2 separate regions of the Drosophila melanogaster genome follow, and region 1 is linked to region 2. A link is a contact called in public Hi-C data. All regions are on one chromosome and are shown on one strand. The core of a region is the stretch at or near the end of the contact, and the rest is flanking DNA. Distances in the headings are between cores, read along the strand shown.

What was found. Hi-C and Micro-C count contacts between places; a contact is called where the count stands out from the background.
Region 1: a contact with region 2 is called in a Hi-C map of the Kc167 cell line, with 4 times the contacts expected there. A contact is called at or near these places in 2 of 107 Hi-C or Micro-C datasets (the Kc167 cell line and the S2 cell line).

What each region holds. Positions count from the first base shown.
Region 1 is chr3R:16,222,126-16,224,825 of dm6, reverse strand. It overlaps lncRNA:CR45643 (long non-coding RNA:CR45643), which reads right to left and starts at 1,431. Exons shown (of 1, transcript NR_125181.1): 1 at 972-1,431.
Region 2 is chr3R:10,092,480-10,095,179 of dm6, reverse strand. lncRNA:CR43459 (long non-coding RNA:CR43459) reads right to left here and starts at 1,419. Exons shown (of 1, transcript NR_133372.1): 1 at 1-1,419.

The DNA of each region.
Region 1 (2,700 bases), core at 182-2,681, 6.1 Mb before region 2:
CCCTCCGACCCCGCTGACTGCTGATTGCTTTGCTTGCTTCGCTGCACACACACACTCGCACACCCAGTGCTTAGGAGAGAGTTGGGTGGCTCTTTGTTTGGCCCACGCTCTCCCACAGTTACCAACCGTCATCCACCTCCCTCTTTTCCTCTCTCTCTCTCTCTATGTCATTTATGAGAGCCAGGCCGAACGAAGAGCCGAAGTTTCTGCTGCCAAGGCAAAAGCTAAAGCCGCACTTAAACAAGAATGGATAATAAAATGGTTAAAAATTCTGATAAAAATTGATCAGGTAGAAATATTCTAAGTTATATGAAACTTGTTCATAAATTTAGGACATTATGCAAACGCTTTTTTTTAGTTCATGAATAATTGGTTTAGCAAAAGTTTTTGTTGAGTGTAATGCCGGATTTCTAGTTCTGTCGTGGTCGCTGCTTTTGTCGCTGCCTCTGCTTCTGTCGCTGCCTCTGCTGGCGGAAAACTCCTGGTCCAAAGGCAGCCAAAACAACCGTCGACGGATGACGACGTTTTCCGACTAACAACGGACGCGCATTTTCCACCGTTTCGAGGCAAGAGCGCATTGAAATTTGTGCGACGCAGCGCAGCCTCGAAATTGGCAAAAGGGGTTTTTTTTTGTGGGGATTTGAAAGAGGGGACAGCGCCGTGGTAATGGGAGGCTAGCAGAAAGGGGAGTCGGTTAAAGCTTTAACGATGCTGGCCACTCTGGCGGCTGTGGCATTCATTGTTCGCCTTCGAGCGCCAATCGCTGAAAATGCCATTTTCACTGAAAACAAATATAATTTCTAGAAACTTCATAAAAAACTCCATGTATATTGCTGTAAATAGTATGGAAAACAAGAGCTTAAATCCTTAGCTCTACGTTTCTCAGGAAATTCTAAAGATGAATATAATATCTGTACAAACAATCCAAAAATATATGTTTTAAACATTTTTGTTTTATTTTAGAAATATTTAAAAGGCGTATTTCTATGTAATTATTTTCTCAATCATGCTTATGTTTAATAATAATGTGTTCCATTTAAGCAAATACATTTCCGTTTGAATGTTTGATCGCTCAGTGTGGTGATGTTGTTGCCGCTGTTATTCATCCACTTTGCGTATCCTTTGGCTGTGCTGCTGATTTGTGCGCAAAACTTTTACAACATCGCAGTGGCAGTGGCAGCGGCAGAAGCAGAAGCACCAGCAGGAACAGAGGAACAGAATCCAATGCGGCAACAACAGCAACAGCAACGGCCACACCAACTCGCAACTGGCAACCTATGGCTATGGCTATGGCTATGGCCATGGTATCAGCAACATTAACGAGTCTCAGCAGCGACAGCGTCACCGTCGACGAGCGCCGTTCTTGTCGCGTGGTTATTGCCGCCAGTTGCGGCTCTGCTTTGTCTACGAAAGGTCGAAGACGGAGTCTGTGGTCTGTCTCAGTCGAAGCTTCAGTCTAAGGGGACTCAGCCTGAAGTGACAGAGGCAGGAGCAGAAACAGGGGAAGGGGCGCTTCATCAGTCGCCGATGGCTTTGTCTGCTCTATCAAAAAAAAAAAAAAGTTCAAATATGCATTGCCTTGGGTTACGGGGTTCCCCCGTAATAGGGGGCACAGGGAGAATATGGGATATGTAGAGATAGATGGGCGCATAGGCAGCAAGTCGGAATTTCCGGAAAGTTAAAACTATCTATTAAAACAAGGGGTATAATGACTTTTATCAATTGATCACAGATTGCGTAGAGAGCCAAGATAGATAGATCAAGACAGTAATTTAATGAAATATGCAGATAAATCAGCAGAGAGAGAGAGAGAGATACATAAGTAAACCTATACGGTCTAGGCAAATCGTTACGATTATAAACGTATTTTAAGAGTTTATAAAAGAAAGTAATAGGGTTCTCTTGATGATGATCAGTAGATGTACTGAATGTACCTCTTATCACCCATAAGCCTTTTCGATTGCTCAACTTCCATTATTAAAGTCTTAACCGACTTTGCCTACGGAAGGCTTTAATAATTCTGTGTTTCTAATAAAATTCTCTTGATTGCCCGAAATGTTAATCATTTATTGATATTTCATTTCTGCCACAGGCCTTTCTACGCGCTTCTCATGCCCAACTAGAGCCGTGTCCACATCTCATCCCATGCAGCCCGCTTCTTTCGTTCAGCTGGCTAGCTGGGGGTTGAGTGCTCGCTTTGATGATTTTGTTTTCGAGGCTTATCCACCCCACTCTGCCACAGTGGTCCCTGGCTTAGAGTCACCCTCATTTCTACGTTTGAATTTCCCCTCAGCGAAGTAAAAAGAAACTGCAACGTAGGAATATCAGCCAAGTGGGATGGGTTGCCATTTATTGGGGGGATCTCGGAAAAGGATTTCACCTGAGAGCCGGTGCAAGAGCATTTGTTAGAGCTTTCACTGTATGTGCCACAGCATACACATACAATTGCTGGCCTTTATGTACATGTATGATATACTCAAATACATATGCATCTATATGAACACACACAGAGAGACACACACACACCTCGGGCATATACACACATCTATAAGTAAGCATATGAAGGCAAACAAAACTGAAAATGCGGTAAGCCAGGGGCGTGGGCGTTTTGGTTATTGAATAGGGTCTTCTATAACCTTAAGAAATATTTGCCTGTCCCAAAAGTTGATCAAGGCCCCTTGCCTCCCCCATTGATGTAGC
Region 2 (2,700 bases), core at 170-2,669:
TAAACGATGGCCTTATGTAAAAGTCTGTTCGTTATTTTTACACAAAATATTGCAATTTGCTTTGTGTGTACCCCTACACATACATATGTACATGTGTATATGTATGTGGGCCCACGGTACGTATATGTACTATATACTGCATACTGTGCGCTCGCATGGCGAAAACTGTGCAAGGTCAAGTGACTGAGTATGAGTTGTTGCTCTCGGATTGCAAGTGCCTCCGATTTAATTGCCTTGCCTGAATTTATCCACACTTTCAAGTCGCCGCAAGTCGGGCTTTAATTAAGATTTTTACTTGTCAAGCGTCTATAACCTATTCCACAATTAAATCCGGGGTATTTTGAGCTTCATTTCTTATATAAGATGATGAAAACGATTTGCACAGCAAATGAGAGAGAGAGAGGGATGCAAAAAATTTGGGTTACAAGCGACTGCAGCGATACTAAATTTAAAACTGCCGCTGTGCGAACGAAAGCAAAAAGGCAGCTGATTGTTTTAAACAAATTGCCCGACTAGACACACAAAAAAACTGCTTGACAATGTGTGTGTGAGTTAGCGAAAATGTGTTCGCATTGCACTTCTATTGTTTTTGTGTTGTTGTTGCTTGAATTACAGGGTGCCTCTTTGTTGTGCCATTGCATAATGCCCAGAGAATCGCAATTGCAATGGCAGATGTGCAGCTAGTCGACTGATATTACGTATACGCCACCGAAAAAGCCAAGACCCGCTTGGTTTTTGGATTTTGATGAGGGTTTAGCTTAGTGTTGGTGCTGGTGTATTGCTGTTTCCGTTTCTGCTTGTGGGTTTATGCAATCCAGGGGTACAAAATCACACTATGGGTTGTGGGGACGGGAGGGGGTGGGGGTACGCAGTTAATCAGCTGTTCAGCTGGGGATCGATCGACTGTTCGTTGGCTGTGGGCCTCTGCGACTTCCGCTCGTTGTTGCCGACTCGATGGGGAAATGAACACTGAAGCTGGCCAACGGCAATGGGCCAAACAGAAACGGACGTCGGCGACTGCAGCAGCGATGGCAGCAGCTAACACTGCGTCGACGTCAACTGCAGCTGCGTTTTTGGCTTTGCTTCTTCTGGTATTCTTCGTTGTTGTAAAAGGAAAACTGTTACAATTTTAGGCCAAACGCGACGCGAACCGATACCGCTTTGATGGCCACGTGTGTGTCTTGTTCTCGCTTGCCAGTGTGTGAGTGGTAACAAGTGTGTGTGTGGCAAAGACGCTCTAAGGTGAAATATACTAAATGCAGGGCGGAATTTTGTACGAAATGTATTTCTGTCTCTCGCTGCAAGTGCAGCTGCCACAACACACACCGCACACACACACAGAGCCACGTATATACTATTCGCTTCGCGGCTAAAAACTAAAAAGTCAAACTACTTTGGTCTAATGCTGAAGCGCAACTGTCAGCTGCTCGGGCCGTTCAAAAAAGCTAGCTGAGATAAGGCTAAAAAGCGAGGAGAGCGCGCTTTCGGTTAAAGCTCTCTCTCCGCACTCACACGGACGCACACATGCATGCGAACAGCGGAAACCGAAAGCTTTTGCAGTTGCACATGACGCAAACAAAAACTATCTAGCTCTCTTTATCTATTCCTTACCCTCTCTTTCGCTCTCGCTGGCTATCTTTTTCTCCCTCGCACAGTTGCAGTTTAATGTTCAAGGTGATGTTTCGCTGTGTGCGTGCGAGTCCGTGTGCATGTGTCACAGTTTTTTTAGTTTTTCGGTTTTTTTTTGTGGGAGAGATTCCACAATTATGCGAAATTATCGATCAAATTTTGCTCTAAGGTCAACCTTAAATTGAAAATTCCGCTTTTCCACCGCGAATGTTCCCCCTGAGGCCAACAGCTGGTATCGCAATTGTTAATGTTAATCTCGTCATGCACGACCTGCTGTCATTATAATATTAGTTCGATAAAACGAGAGCTGGCACACGATCTTGGGCGATAAATGATTTCAAGTGCGCCGACAGTCGACATTGCACACAGTCCCTATGAATTTAATCTATCTGATGAATCCCCCAAAAAAAATATACACAAACTTGTGGAATGTACATATGTACATACATATGTATGGAGATGGATGGATGTGAAAATGCACAAATCTACTGACCAAAATATAAAACATCTAAGGTAGGAACGACGAAGTAAAATTGCAGTGCACAGATTTGTTTGATAAATAGTTTATCTTTAGAATTAATAAAAAAAACTATTGGTTATAATACCAATAAAATGCAATCCACTGTTTTGTACGAATGAATCAGAGTAATGTTTAAAAAGCGCATTCATCTATAATTGTACCATAGATTAATGATTTAATTTGTTTATCATAAACTTGTTATTTCCGATGATATATTAGCCACAGCTTGATTTCTATATCCCTCGGATTGCGTAAGCCGCAGAGCTCAGCTCGGCCATTGTCTATAATTTTATGGCGTTTATTATTAGCGTTTTTTATTGAATTTGACGGCGTTTTATATGCGAGCACTTCAATCCCAGCTAATTTCGACATAAAACTTGTCATGAGGTCACCGAAAGGCGAACAAAATGCACAGTGTGGCAACAAATGTGGCTTTAATTACCCTGCAGATAATTGTTTGACCAGTCCAGAGGGTAGAAATTGATTTCATTCTATGAGTTGACTGAAAAAATCATTTGCTGTTCTGTCACCCAGCGCGATTGCATAAGACA